Linked DNA regions of Mus musculus: region 2 is linked to region 1. A link is a contact called in public Hi-C data. All regions are on one chromosome and are shown on one strand. The core of a region is the stretch at or near the end of the contact, and the rest is flanking DNA. Distances in the headings are between cores, read along the strand shown. Region 1 has its middle 190 kb from the start of Gm39242. Region 2 has its middle 11 kb from the start of Gm39243.

What was found. A called contact is a pair of places that touch in the nucleus more often than the background predicts.
Region 2: a contact with region 1 is called in a Hi-C map of the N1E-115 cell line, with 3 times the contacts expected there. The contact joins two enhancer-like sites. A contact is called at or near these places in 1 of 484 Hi-C or Micro-C datasets (the N1E-115 cell line), 3 of 115 datasets of contacts at active chromatin or transcription factors (differentiating embryonic stem cells and embryonic stem cells) and 2 of 9 other capture datasets (embryonic tail and embryonic trunk).

Annotation. Positions count from the first base shown.
Region 1 is chr8:108,023,608-108,031,540 of GRCm38.p6, forward strand. No RefSeq gene overlaps it. Among named protein-coding and RNA genes, the nearest start is that of Gm39242, 190 kb to the left of the region's middle. Within about 2 kb of position 4,089, at least 36 of the 459 cell types and tissues checked have an H3K27ac peak or open chromatin away from gene starts, as enhancers often do. A contact at or near this core is called in the N1E-115 cell line, where this site is marked.
Region 2 is chr8:108,478,906-108,486,838 of GRCm38.p6, forward strand. It overlaps a transcript of Zfhx3 not described here. Among named protein-coding and RNA genes, the nearest start is that of Gm39243, 11 kb to the left of the region's middle. Within about 2 kb of position 2,661, at least 34 of the 459 cell types and tissues checked have an H3K27ac peak or open chromatin away from gene starts, as enhancers often do. A contact at or near this core is called in the N1E-115 cell line, where this site is marked.

The DNA.
Region 1 (7,933 bases), core at 2,839-5,338:
TACAGAATGCTTGGCGCACCTTGATGATCTTAATGGGCATGACCACAATTTTAAAAGAAGAACCTTAGTGTGTATGTGTGTGAATACATGCCTGCACATTCCTGTGTATGACTGTGGATGTGAGTATCTCCCAGAGTGAGTCTCAGTCAGAGGACAACCTGGGATGTGAGTCCTTGCCATCTATCTTGTTTGATACAGGGTCTTTTGTTCAAAACTGTGTAGGCCAGGTTAGCTGGCGTATACACTAGGAAGAGTCTCTTCTGTCCATCTCCCATCTATTTGTAGGAACACTGGCCTGTACTACTGGACTGGCTTTATGTGGCTTCTAGGGATTTGAAATCATTGACTTTACCTACTGATTCATATTCTCTCTCTCTTTCTCTCCCTCCCTCTCTCCCCCTCCCTCTCTCCCTCCCTCTCTCTCTTCCTCTCTCCTTCTCCCTCTTCCCTCCCCACCCTCTCTCAGCCATATAACTAGGATTTTGAAAGTATAGCTGGATTTCCTATTCTCTTTTCCTTGTTTTGAGACAGAATCTTACTGCATGGCCCTAGAAGGTTTGAACTCACTATGTAGACCAGGCTAGCCTCAAACTCTCAGAGATCCCCCTGCCTCTGCCTCCATTAAAGGTGTGCGCCACCACACTCCACTATTCCTGTAGTTCGTTACCAACCACGGCCCTATTTCCTTCCATGCAGCAGACAGGAAACACAGACTGCAGTTTGCTACTTGTTAGAGATTGTTTCTCTGATCTTAGCCCTGAACATGGCAATACAAGCTGTTCTGCAGCCTGTCTTTCTTTGCAGTTAGCAGTTAACAGATCCTTTAAATAAAGGGAATGAGTTGGCTCTGCTTAAGCTCTGCGTTCCTAAAGAAAGCAAAGTTGTGAAAAATCTTTTGGACTCTGGATTGAGTTTTCTTGGCATGTGTATCAGAGCCAGATGCTCAGGGCACATGACCTGCCTTCCAGACTCCCCGCTGGGTCAGAGCCTGCGACCTCTCCCCATTCCTGCTGCCCCTTGAGCAGCAGCTCATGACACATAGGCCATTCATCCTTGAGTGTGTACGTCCTCCAGCCAGTACCTACCCTGCTCATCAAGTTGCTCTTTGGAAGTGTGCTGCTCTGTTGGTAATGGAAATGCAAGCATCTATCCTGGGTGTGTTTGTGAACAGAACAAGGAGGCAGGAATTTCAGAGTCTGGATATATGTATATATATATATAATTTGAGAATGTGTAGGTATGGGTGCAGGAGGCACACGTGTTCGCATGCCCAAGAACAGACTCAGTGTTATTCCACTTTGGATTTTGAGACAGGGTCTCTCACTGCTCTGGAATTTGTCACTAGGCTTGGCTGGCCACCAGCTCCAGTACTCCACTCTTCTCCTCCTCCTCCCTCGTCCTGGATTGCAAGCTAGAGAAACCACACCGGGCTTTTTACCTGGGTATTGGTTATCTCAGGTTTCCATCTTTCAGGGCTCACATTGTAACGAGTGACCTACTTCTCTAGCCCCAAGCTATTATTTTGTGAAGAGGTATTTCCTCCCTTACTAGACACTGGACTTAAAGAACCTTGGTGTTAGTCTAACTTGAAAGGCACAGGCTTAGATATGAGATGTATGACCTCAGAGACTTCCAGGTCACACACCACCTATGTTTAAACGAGGTAGCTGCTTCTCTGTGCATGGGAGAGACAGAATAATTAGATAAAGAGAAAATGTTAAAAGCTGTTACAACTGAAGCTTCAGAACCTACGAAGCCTCTTACATATATATGACCTCAGTTTGCCTGTATTTATGTATGTGTGCTATGTATGTGCAGTGCCTGCAGAGGCCAGAAGAGGGCAGCAGATCCTCCTGGGGCTGGTGTTACAGATTGAGTGGCCATGTGGGTACTGGCAACTGAATCTGGATCCTCTGTAAGAGTAGCCAGTGCTCTTAATCACAGAGCCATCTCTCCAGCTCTGGATAAGCCATTGTTTTAGACCATTAGTTGTCTCAACTGCAATGTGGGCTTCATATACCTACACCAGGATTGCCATGTGTCATAAATACAATTATGGGAAGAAGAACGTTTTGAGTAGGGGACTTTGCCACATGAAAGTGTTGAATGTCTTTTATTCTCTATCCCTGATTTTTTTTTCTTGGTTTCTTAATTAGCAGTGTGCTTTTGCATGGTTGGGATTTGGGCTGAAGTGTATCTTAGTGAATGCTTTGTAAAATTGGGAGCCTCTTGGGGTCCCCACCAATTCCTTCCCTATATCCCTTCCCTATAGAAGTTGGCCCTGAACCCTGGGTGTGGTTGTTGAGGTACAGTAGTGACAACCTACCGATGCTTATGACCTAATGGTGCTTCTGTGACAGAAGGAAAATTTACTGACACACTGCTGTGTGGACAGCAGTGCCATGTAACCTTTTAGCATTTGGGGGTTCTTATTGCATCTGCCTGGGTTATCTGGCTCCCAACCTTCCCATTGAAGAAAAGAAAAAAAAAAAAGAATTTAGAAGTCTGGCATTGGGCTGGTGAGATGGCTCAGTGGGTAAGAGCACCCGAAGGTCCAGAGTTCAAATCCCAGCAACCACATGGTGGCTCACAACCATCTGTAATGAGATCTATATCAGTGAGCAACTGTGGAGAGCTGTGCTGAGAGGGCCCTGTGATAGCCTCGTGGGCTGTTCCAGAATGTTCTCTGTTCCATTCAGCGATCTATCCACACCCTCCTACAATTTGAGTTCCTCATCGAGCCTCATCCGAATTTAGTTTTCCTAGAGTCTGATGGAAGACTGGAGCCACCCAGTTGAATCACTTTCTTGGGGCCTTTGACCTAAAGAGATTACATTTCATTGGGTAGGTAGGTGAGCACTATATGATCAGCCTGCCGTCACAGGACAAAAATCATATTTTTATGTGATGTTGCTGCGTTAAAAGGGCCAATCTTGTGTCATGTAACATGTGAATAATGGCCATAGCTTGTGATGTCAAAATTTTCCACGCGCCTCATAAATAAATCTAGCCACACCCCCATCCCCCGCCCCCCCACCCCCACCCCCCAGCCACTACCCCAAGGCTCTCCAGTTTGGAACCTCGGTTTGCATCACAGATTAAGCATGCTTTTGGAGTCAAGGTTAAAGGTACAGTATCCGCTTTCAAAAGCCACATGTCAGTGTCTGCTGAAGATAATAAATAACATTGGGAACAGGCTCCCACTTGCCAAGGCTCCCCCTCCTCTTCTTTCTCCCTGTTCCTCTCTTTCTCTCTAACTTTGCCAAAGGTCTGATCCCTTTGGGGGTGGGGGGAAACCAACAAAGATGCTATATTTAGGCCAAGATTTGATGATATGTTCTTTAAAAAAAAAATTACTTAAGATCCCTTGGGGGGGTGGGGGAAACATCACACAGCCACCTTATCCAGTGGTCCTCAAGAGTGAAGAAGCCAGACAGCATGACAACTACAATTAGTATTTCCTCAGAGCCCAGCGCTGTGGTTTTAGTCACCAGAACTGTGCTTTTATTTCGGCCATTTGGTCTGCATGGGAACCTGAAATACGAAACCTGAAATATGGACATACGGACGGCCTTTGCTGAGGAGTGGCTGGCTGCTCTGTCCTTGTACTAGAGTGACCAGCCCAAGTAGCTTCAGCAATTAGTTCCCATCCCTGGGTCTCATTCCCTGGGCCTTGCTTTGGAGAGAGAAGTAAAGGCACGGAGGAGATTTTCTGCAAATTCCACATTTGCCAGGCTACCCCCTTGCCTCCAAGAAAGAATTTGTTGTTGTTGTTGTTTTTCCAGTTCACAGTGAATGAGGAGAACCAGGGCATAGAGGGCAGGAGTTTGGCTGAACATCCCTGGAAGCTCAGCTTCCACCCTCACCCCGTCCCCACCCCTGCCCCCACCCCCTCAGCTGCACCCCTCCGTCTCTCGCTTCCCCTTCGCACTTCACAGACAAAGGCAGCATCTTCTCAGATAATGCCGCGTGTGTCAGAAGTGAACATTCTGGGAATGTGCGGGTCACCTGGTCTGTGTAACAGACGCCAACCCCAAACCATACAGAAGTCGCTACATCTGTTTTGGCTTTGTTCGCAGCGCCGAGGGGCGGGGGGTGCACTCCATGGTCAAGGGCCAAACTACATGTCATATTTCATTACCTTCATTAGCTACTACACAGAGGGCTGCATTCACAGGAAAGGTTGGCATTAACTCTTGAGCCGCCAGCCTTTTCCAAGGCGGGCTTTCGCCTTCATCCACGGTCCACAGTTCTCCATCCCTCCGTGCTGTGGGCGCTGATTGAACTAAACTGTAAATCAGCCTGTAGCGCCACGATTTCGCCCTTTTAACTTAAAGGAGGCGAGCTACTGTTTTCTCCTAGGTAGCTACTTCCAGGCTGGCGGAACATCTGGATCCCATTAGGGGGAATGCTAGTGTAAACCCAGTGGGGGAAAGGCATATTTAGAATTAATAAAACTTTCTTCTCTGAGTTTGTCCACAGTTGTCCTTTTCTTTTTCCACCGCACATTACTCCTGTGATTTAGGGGGACCAGCTCCTTTTTCCATTTCAGTGTTGAGATAAGATCACGTTTATTGCCGCCCAGATATTTCCGTGGGATTTTTCTTGGCGTGCTTATTGAGATGGCACTGTGCTCACATGGTCACCCCCTGTTCTCCTCCAGGAAAGAGAAGCCTTCCCCCCCCCCATATTGATGTTACATTTCTTGAGGCCCCCTTTAATGGCCTGAAATAAAGGTGGGTACATAGATAGAGCAGATCTTGAGTATCTATGGCTATGAAAGCCATCTGCTTTTGTGATGCCGGTGGGATATATCACGATGCCACTCAAAATCACCTGCAGGCAGCACATGCTATTATTTAATATTATGAAGAATGGCCCATTGGCCGACATAGGTCAGCACACACCTGGATGGTGGTATTAGGGAGCCTGGAATTTTGGTTTTTTTTTTATGTGGGCCCTGCCACTGATTTATCGCCTGGCATTTGTCCATCTGTAAACGAGATGGTTTGCAAGCTAAATGCATGCTGATCACATTACCAGGGTTCTGGGAGCTCCAGTGACTGCCTGCCTGGTGCTTTGAAAGCCTCCCCCGCCCTCCCAAGCGCCCCCCTCTCCCGCCACTAAAGACAATGATTTAGAATCTCACACTGTTTAGAGCACCTACCTACTCTTTTGTTCTCACTAACTGGTACTTGCAAGATGCGAGCAAGGCGTTCCCAAGCATGATCTGCACACCACCAGAGTGGGCTTTGTTGAAAGTATGAATCCCCAGGAAGGGAAGATCGCTCAGTGAGTAAGAATACTTGCTGTCTGAGCATGAGGGCCTTAGTTTAGATATCCAGCATTTGTGTAAGAAGCTGGGATATGGCTACACATGCCTCTAACCTTAGTGCTGGTGTGTGTGTGCCCATGCGCTTGTCTACACACAGAAGGTTCATTTCTGGGGCTTGGCAGTCAGTAAGCCAACACAGTTGAAAGTGGCAATCTACAGGTTCAGTGACAGATACCAGCTAAGGAGAATAAGGTAGAAGATCATAGAGGAAGATATCCACATATGCATACACACAAAAAATGTTTTAATTTAGGAAAACATATTTTAAAAGGGATGTAAATTCTCTGCCTATGTCAAACTTAAGGGGCCAGAAGATCTGTGAATGGAACAGTGCTAAAACTTTCTGGGTTTGAGAACTACCAGCCAATACACTTGGCCTCAAGTTCAGAAATCCTTCAGGCTCAGTTGAAAATACTCATAAGCATGGAAGATTAGCTCCAAAAGATCCTTTCTGGAAGCCGCTCTATTCCTGTGGGGATCATGGGTCACCTTCAGCACCGTCTCTCAGAAGAAGTTGATGCAAAATCTCTTTCCCAGTTTGCAAAGGAAAGTCACAATTTCTGTGGCACATTGTTGGTGTGTAACACTTGCCAAGTCAACTTGTAGATCACTGGTTGTATGTTCTTCTCTTGAGTGAGGTTTAACACTCCAGGAAACAAACTTTTGGTGCAGAATAGGGTCACCGAGATTATATTGCGGGTTAAGTTTATGCAAGGGCAGAATGATATCACAGAAGGTGTCCAGGGTCTCTGGAGTTAGCACACTAGAATAAAGATGGCGCTACGTGGACTATCTTTTGAGGGCCGAGTGGGAGGAGAAATGATGCACATAATTTTTCAGGTCAGATTTGGTGTCATGTGGTAGGACCATGAGCACCCATCTCTTAATAGTTTACCACTGTTGAATCATAAATGTAAAGAGTTATCACAGGACAGACACTCTGCCATCTGATTCTCTAAATACGAAGCATGGTATGTAAAATTTGTTCTTAGTATCTACCTGTGTCCAGTTGTGCTGTTTTCCTATAGTGATTTCTGCAAGAGAAACAAAACAACAAACAATGAAATGCTAATTCACTTTCTCATCTTCTTTTGCTGTTTGATAAAATTCTCCATAAAACTCAGGACTCATTCTGAATTTGCATGATGCGATGTCCGTGAGGGCATTTTGTTGTTTCCATTTTTTTTTTAAAGCCTCAGCATAGTCAATCTACTTCTGTCTCCTTTCAATTTGTCCCTAAGTTTGGCCCTGCAATGAGGCCTTTTGCATGGAAAATTTCAGCCTGGAGCAAATTTTTATGGCTGAATTATAAACCCTGGAAAAGAGGGGTATATGAATGGAGGCGCTGACCCAACCTTAACTCTGGCTGGAAGAGCGCAATGTGATAATAGATGAGGCAGAACAGCAGAGCTCTGCTTTTAATTCGTCATTTAGTCGGAGAAAGAGGCCTTGTTTACTTCTCCTCTGCTTCCGAGACTTGCGACCATTATTTTGAAATGTATTTTATAATAAAACCTCGGTGGTGATGTAGCCCCAGGGCTTGAGTGTCCATTTTAGAAAGGGTGAGAGACAGAGACAGGGAAACGGAGAAATTAGAAGCTGCAGAAACACAGATGCTAGAATGTGGTTTTGACTCTGTACTTTTTACCTGGCACTGGTTGTTTTGTTGCTGTCTATTTGATTCTTTTTGTCTCTTTAAATGGGGGCATAGCTACCATTCTGCTATGATCCAAAGATGCCTCCACCTTGGCTCCGCAGGCCCTATTTTGACACCCCCCCATTGTAGCAATAAAAAACAAAAACAAAAACAAAAAACAAAAAATAAAAAACAAAAAACAAAACATCCCTCCCCTGGAAGAAAAAAACAACACTAATGTTTAAAGTACCTTCTAGCGCTTTTTATTTCCCATGTCAGAGTGTTTGTGAGCAGACAGTTTGTGTAGCTCTTTGAAGACATGTATGCCACAAAGTTAAGTTTTCGTTTTCTCATATTCCTATTTTGTGGATTGCGAAACTGGAGTGCTTGGCTACTGGTGTGATTTTTATAAACTGAGTTCAATCCTGACATAGATGGCGTGCGAAGATTCTCCCTCTTGTGCGCTTACGGCCAATGTACAAAATGCACATAAAACAAGCAAGAGTAATGAAATTGATGGCAGACGTCTTGGACAGTCACTTAGCAACACGGGCCTTCACCTGCCCCCACCTGTCTCTACTATGTCTACTTTAAAGGTCTGTGGTCACCGAGTCCCTGCATATACCCATGCTACACATGTCCCACATGTCCCACTGTCTGCTGTTCTCTTGGTGACCCCAAGGGAGAACTTGGTGAGTTTCTTCTCCCACCTCCTTCCCTTTTCGGGAAGTGCCGACCTTGGCTGTTGAATAGGATGCTCAGGAGAAGAATGGTGGGCAGGAGAGTGGGGTTTCAGTTCTCTCTGAGAGTCACACCTGCTTGTATCTGTCTTCAGAAGACCCAACATCATATATGCAACCTCCTCCTATGTGCCTCAAGTTGTCTTTCAGACCAGTACACATTTCTTCAAACAATTCATCCATGAGCTCTTCCATTTGGAGCATTTGAAACAGGATACTGTT
Region 2 (7,933 bases), core at 1,411-3,910, 450 kb after region 1:
CTTACCAAGTAGCCTAGTTCAGCTGGCTAAAGAGCCCCAGGGATTCCCTTGTCTCTGCCTCCTCAGCACCAGGGCTACAGGCGTATGCTGTCAAAGCTGGGCTTTTGTTGTTTTTCTTCATATAGGTTGTGGGGATGGAACTCAGGTCCTCACGCCTGGGACCAAAGCATTTTACCAACTGATCCATCTCCTGAGCCCCAACTCAAAGTGTTTCTGCATAAACAAACCTGAGACAACCTAGCAGTCAATGATTCCCAAGGCCAGAAGGCCAGTGGACGCAAAGCCATTCATGAGGAATCTCAAGGACACTCTTGTCCATTGTCTTCTACTGCGGTGATGCACTCCATTTAGGGACACTGGGCTTAACTCTGTGTTATGTGATCAGTTACTTTTCTGTTGCTGTAACGAAACACCATGCCCAAGACAACTTAAAGAAGTCCTTACAGCTCCAGCGGGGTAAATTTGTCATCACCATCGTGGCAGGAAAGGGTTGGAACGGGCAAGCAAAGCAACCGATCGGCAAGCTAAGAGCTCATACTTTAAACTAAAACCAGAAAGAATAAACACAAAATGACAAAGAAAAAAAAAAACCTTTAAGCTCTCAAAACCCACTCCCAGTGGCATGCATCCTCCAGAAAGGTCACATACCTCCTAAACTTCTCAAAACAGTGCCATCAACTGGTGACCAAGCATTCAAATGTCCAAGGCTAAGAGGATATTTATCATCCAAACCACCACATGTGGCCAGGTACGGTGGCACTCTCGAGTAGATTGTGGCACACTTGAGAAGTAGAGGCACGTGGACCTCTGAGTTTGAGTCCAGCCTTGTCTACAGAGTGAGTTCTAACACATCCAGGGCTACCCAGAGAAACTCTATCTTAAAAAAAAGAAAGAAAGAAAGAAAGAAAGAAAGAAAGAAAGAAAGAAAGAAAGAAAGGGAAAAAGAAAGGAAGGAAGAAAGGAAGGAAGAAAAAGAAAGAAGAAATATTGAAAGTTTTGTCATTTTTATATAGTTTTGATGCATGTGTGGGTTTTTTAAATATATGAATAACTAGGACACAATATAAAGGATGAAAAGAACACCCTGGGTTTCCCTCAGGGTTGAAGTATCCACTGCCATTTGACAAGAGCAATGCTGTGCACAGTAAAAAGTCTGTGGTCCCTAAACCCATTCAGTATAGTAGTTCAGGCAGCAGTGGCAGCAGCAGCTCAGGCCCAGGTCAGACTGCCTGAACCAGACTCTGCCCCATCAGATCCCTAGGTGACTCCTGTGGGTATCGTCCTGAAACTCGGGTCCAGGAATCTGCTGCAGTCCTGGGCTCTCTTATCAGGCAGGGTTTGAGTGGATCTCAGTACACACAGAAGCCAGGCCTGGGCATTGTTGGATTTTATCACCTCTAAAAGAGGATGCAGTATGTAAAATGAAAGCATCTACCGTTGGGCGATGTTAACATATCAAAGCCATCTCTGCTTTCTTCCTTTCCTGGGCTCTCTCCCGCCGTAATAGATACAGGCTGGCAAAGTTATTAATGCAGAAACTTCCTGGGACTCGGGGCATTTCAAAGGATCGGAAATTCTCGGGCACCGCAGTGGTGAATGTTGGCTTTAGCACTGCCGGCGAGCTCAAGTTGCAGAGATGGTAACTAGGAAAACTCACCCGACTGCACGGACTCTCATTTCCAGTTGTGTGGAGATGCGCGAGGCAGGGCCATTTGGGGCAGGGGAGGCTGATTGCTCTTTCTAAGCTGCAGTCCGTGACTTCCTTTATTGTCTTGAGCTTCTAGAACACAGCAGTGCCCCCGGATGCTGTCCCTGGGCTGTTTCCAAATCCGTTGCTCCATGTCATTGGACCAATTATCTAGAATCTACCCAATGTAATGGCCACCAATGTGCTTACATGCAAAGAGTTGTGAGCCTCTGTACTTCATGATAGATGGTAGATCTACACGTGGGCTTTCCTCTTACCCGGGCACTCTGCCTGGTAGAACAGCCTCTTCTCTAGCTACTCCAGGTCCATTGCTTCCTTCCTGAGAAATCCAGACCTACTCCTCCCCACCCCCACCCCCACACCCCCATACAGCCTCCTCCTCTGTCCAGCCTAGCCTCTGCCATCAGATTACCAGGTAGTCACTAGTGTATGTGTGACTCTTTCCCTCTTCTTGTATCATTTTTCCTAGGCTGCTTTTTCTTCCCCCTCGTTTTATTTTTATTTTATTTTATTTTATTTTATTTTATTTTATTTTATTTTATTTGTGGTCTCTGTCACTCCACTGGGGCAAAAGGGTAAAGGGATCTGGCACTAAGTGCGAGCAAATGCTGAATCTGGAATCTATCTTCCAGGCGGCACAATGCTAAAAATGCATGGCAGGACAGCCGCCACTGACACACTCTCAAAGACATATTGCAGGTAGCATTATTTATTGTGGCAAGGAGTTCATAGAACTGCTGCCTCAAAGCACCCCGAGAGATCCTAAAAAGCCCATCTCCCATCAGGTGAGGCAGATTTATGGAGGCAGCCCCAGAGAGGTCAGGCAGTAGGGCTTAGGAAGCAGGCTCCTTTCAGAAAGCCTGGATTCCCTTAACATATTCAGTGCAGTGCGATTGGTTCAAAGGAGGGCTTGAGTCTGTAATGTTGACCATAAAATTGCAGTGACATGCTGCTTTAGATAAGAGGGCTGAGGGAAGGGGGCAGGGATGCTGCGAGCCCAGGAGCAGCCAACGCAGGCAAGACCCTGGAGCATGCGCTGAGATTTGAGGTTAATGTGTGGGGGAGAGGCCGGAGGGGGATGGGCCCAGGCAGATGAATGTTCACACAAAGGAAAACCGAACCCACTGGCCCAGACATGGCAGATAAGCCCTGAGTCCGTGCAAAAGCAAAGCCAGGTGCACACAGGCACATGGGAATACATGCAAGACCTTCAGGGGTACGTGTAACCATCCAGATTGGAAAATATACTAAGGCAAAGCCAGCTAAGCTAGGCTCACCATTGTCCTGGAGTATAGAAAAAAAAGGGCTGCATCTCATGATCCCTGCCAATTTGATTGGTGTTTCTCCTGCTTTACATCAGCCCTGGGCACACAATATGGGCTTACCAGTTCTGGGTGCAAAGATTCTTTATTTTATTTTATTTTATTAGATATTTTCTTTATTTACATGTCAAATGTTATCCCCTTTCCTGGTTTCCCTCCCTAAGTCCTCTCCCCTTTTCCCTTTCCCCCTCCCCCTGCTCCCCAACCCACCCACTCCTGCTTCCTGGCCCTGGCATTCCCCTACACTGGGGCATAAAGCCTTCACAGGACCAAGGGCCTCTCCTCTCATTGATGACCGACTAGGCCATCCTCTGCTGCATATGTAGCTGGGGCCATGAGTCCCATCGTGTGTACTCTTTGGTTGGTGGTTTAGTCCCTGAGAGCTCTGGGAGGTACTGGTTAGTATGATTCTTAGGCAAATAGATGGATCTGGAACATATCATCCTGAGTGAAGTAACCCAATCACAAAAGAACACACATGATATGCACTCACTGATAAGTGGGTATTAGCCCAGAAGCTCGGAATACTCAAGGTACAATTCACAAACCACATGAAACTCAAGAAGAAGGAAGACCACAGTGTGTATACTTCGATCCTTCCTAGAAAAGGGGAACAAAATACCCATGGAAGGAGTTACAGAGACAAAGTGTGGAGCAGAGACTGAAGGAATGACCAGCCAGAGACTGCCCCACCTAGGGAATCCATCCTATATACAACCACTAAACCCAGGCACTACTGTGGATACCAAGAAGTGCTTGCTGGTAGAAGCCTGATATAGCTGTCCCCTGAGAGGCTCTGCCAGTGCCTGACAAATACAGAAGTGGATGCTCAAAGAGCACAAGGTCTCCAATGAAGGTGCTAGAGAAAGTACTCGAAGAGTTGAAGGGGTTTACAGCTCCATAGGAGAAGCAAAGATTCTTAATTCACAACAACCATCTAGGCCAGTAGTAGTTCTCAGCCTGTGAGTCACAACCCCTCTGAGGGTTGCCTACCAGATATCCTGCATATCTGATATTTACATTAAGATTCACAACAGTAGCAAAATTGCAGTTATGAAGTTACAACAAATAATTTTGTGGCTGCGGGGAAGGGGGGCAGGGGAGAAGGCAAGTGTCACCATAACACTCAGGACTGTATTAAAGGGTCATAGCCTTGGGAAGGTTGAGGACTGGGCACAGCTCTAAGATAAGGCCCTTCTTTGAGCTCAGAGCTTCTGAGTCTGATGGACAAGAGGACTGAGCTCCTCGCTTTTGGAGTCAGTGATGTCCATACTGGGACAAGAACAGAGCAAACACCCTAAGGAGGTGTTCCCCAGGAAGTCAGGCCAGTGTCTGCTATGTGAATTGCTTTTTCCTGGTTGGTTTCCACTGACCTTGTTACAGAGTCACCATATTCACCCTCTAAACCAGTGACCTCCTTGGTTTGGTGCGGAGCCTTCAGCGCTGCTGATTTTCGCACACAACTAAGGGAGACCGAGTCTATGGAGGACAAGATGGCTGTCTAGTTAATTGATGTGATTATCTTTGTCTGAATTAGTCAATTAGGACTTAAATGGTCCTAGAAATTTAGAGAAAGGTAGGGTTATTTCTTTGTTTATTTGTTTGAATTTTACACAGAATAGCTTTCAATCCCCCCTTTGCTCAAGCCCATAGATTGCGGAGTGACTCCTCCTTGAATGAAAACTGACATCACGAAGGTTTTGGCTCCATTTGCTTTTCAGTGTTCATCCCAGGCATGTGTGCTTTAGATTCGAGGCCTTTGGGGTAGCTGAGGTTCAGCTTCTAGGTACAAACTGAAGGGTGTGGAGATACGAGAGGTTTGGGCTTATTGGAAAGAGCCCCCTCTACTCAAGTGCTTATCAGGATGGCGAAGTGATTCCGACACTTTCTGCTCCCTGGCATTCTTCCCACGGATAGGCCTCCCTTGGCTCACTGACACACTGTCTGTCTTCCCCATGCTTTCTTAAACTATGAAGTCCTGCCACTGTCTGGGTCTATCAGCACACAGCAGACAGCCCAAGATGCTGTTGCTTTTCTTCTTCCTTAGCTTTCTGTGTGCGCATGCACATGCGCATGCGCATGCGGGAGTTGGAGGTCGAGTGGGGTCCTTTCCTTGATCGCTCTCCACCTTATTATTGAGATAGAATCTCCCACTCAACCCGCACCTCACTGGTTCTGCTAGGCTGCCTGATCGATACGCTCCAGGGATCTGCCTGTCTCGTCCACCCACTCCAGTCAACCACCTAGGGCTGCGGCTATGCACGTGTGCGCATGCGTGTGCGCAGACACCCTCCCCCCACCCCAACACACACACACACACAGCTACTTCTGACTTTGACTTTTCCCACCCACCGATGCTGGGAACCTGAACTCTGGTCCTTGTGCTAATGAAATGCAACAGACTGAGCTATCTCCTCAGCCATTTTTAAGCCATTTTGTTTTGTTTGAAGACAGGATCTTATTACATACACTAGACAGGCCTCCAACACACCATCTTCAGGTCTCGGTCTCCCAAATCTCTGGGATTCCAGGTGAGCAGCACCGCACCATCTCCTTTGCCTTTCTGGTTTTTTTTTCCCCCAGATCTGTTTTCTCTCTGCTAGCTATGTCCTAGGGGATGTGGCTACTGAGCCCAGCAAGATGCTCAAAGCCTCTGAGTGCCTTTGCCCAGATGGTCATCCTTGCCTACTGGCCTCTACCGTCGTTCCTCCGAGTACCACTGTTGACCCCCTGAGGTCTACTGCTTGACCTCATTAATACAAAGCGGGAGCAAGCTAAGTGAATGTTTTCACAGTCTCCTTTTTCTGCAGGCCACCTGGAGGTTATCAGGGCCAGAGGCTGCTGTGCAGTTCATAAACCTGTTAGGGTATTCAGAGTCATGATTCTCTTATTCAACTGTCTGTGCTTTTCCTTGGGACAGCTAATCCCTCAGCGTGACTGGTGGAAGCCGCAGTATTGATTTCTGTGTCTCTCTAAACCTCAGTTGTGTTCAACGCTTGTTAGACATCTGAAGGAATATCCAGTGGGCTCTGGGGGCAATTTGAGAGCTTGGCTCAATAGGCTGCTCTCGAGAGAAGTTTCTGTAAGGTTGCCGGGCTGGCCAATCGAAGAGATTGCAAAACGAGAGAAAGGGGATGGAGAAGTTGAGAAAGAAGAGAGGAAGAAAGAGGAGGCAAAAGATAAAGAAGACTGAGAGAGAAAGGGGGAGAGAAGAAGAGGGAGAGAGACAGACAAAAGAAGAAAAATGACTCTAGTGGAAATCTTGAAAATTGTTAGCTCTCTTCTCCTTTGACCTCTGTCCCCTTATTTAAAAAGGAGTTCTTTTTAGATTTTCTGATCAGTATGTCTGGGCTTAGGAGAGGGCGTCCAAGCTTGAGGCTGGTGTGCTTATTGATAAGGCACACATGTGTTCAGTATCCATGTGTGGTGGCCCAGGCTGGTCTCTGCAGAGGACTGCCCGGTCAGATTGAAGTCTTGAGAAATGTTGATGTAGAGTGTGAGACACTCTTCAGAGTCAACACTAGAACTAGAGATGATATTTTCAACGTGGTGACAACATTTTATACCCTGACTTTTTTTTTTCCTATTAGAAATCTACTTCTGGGGTTCTAGTCCTTCTGGTCACCAAGATATATAGTCCCACGCTCGTTAGGTGATACGTACTGTCCACAGAACCCATGGTGGTGGCAGCGGTGGCCTCATTATCTCCATGGTTAACCCCAGCTTCCCTGGTGTTGGTCCCTGTCAGTGATCTTGAGATTCAAATTAAATTTCCACTCAACAGCTTTGATGTTGGAGGTAGAAGCGCCTAGTCAGGAGGTGGCCTGGCCGGGGTGGAGAGTGTAATCTGGGGTGATTCTTACAAACACCAGCTGAAATGTCCTGGAAATCACTTTTCCTCCTCTAGGGACTGAAGAGCAATGTCCTGGTGCTGCTACTTCTTATTTTCTGGTTGGAAGGATGAGCTACCACATCATTATAATCATCTTTTTTGTTAATATGCAAGTGCTGAGTTTTGTTATTAATGTTCACGCATGTAAATTATTTTGCAACAGTTATAGTTACTCAGCCCTTACCCTTTTGGTGCCCTTCCTGGCTCTAGCTGATCACCTTCTTCCCTCCCCATAGTCCTTCCTCTACTCTCACTTCTCACGGATTTTAATCTGATTCTGTGTGCATTATTTGTCTCCCTTCCTCCCCTACCATCTCTTATTTTGGTCTCTTCCTTATCTTTAGACCTGTCCCTGCCCTCAAACAGGTCCCTCAGTAGTTTCACATCGTATGTGTTTTTTATTTTAATGCAGGTTGAACTTGGGAGAGCAAGCATGCAATCCTGGTGTGGTTCTGGCTTCTTTCACTTAATGTGATACACTCCCGTTCCATCTATTTTCCTTGGCAAGTGACATAATGCGGCTCTGCCTTATGACTAGATACGATACCATTGTGTATCCATAAAACACTTACTTTATCCATTCATCATTGATGGCTCTGTATCTGAGAGCAGTGCCAAAATAAACATGACAGACTGTCTCTACAGCTGCCTCCTGGACTGTGTTTTGAGGAGTATTTATTTATTTATTTATTTATTTCCTGAGTGATCTTCAGGATGCTGTATATGAGAGAGGACAGGGCTAGGAACATAGCCCAAGGAGAAAGTGCTGGCCTAGGCCGTGTGAGGCTTCATGGTAAATTTCCAGTATCGCAGAGAGAAAGTGTGGGGCAAGGAGAGGAGTTAGAGAGGAGGAGGAGAAAGAAAAGACAGTTGCATAGTATCTCTCTGCTTTTCTGACTCCAATTTCTTTGGACATACGTACCCGGAAATGGTAGAGCTGGACCATGTGGTAGTTTTTAATTTTCATTTCTTGACGAAAAAGTGGTATCGGTAATGTCTAAGGACTAGTGT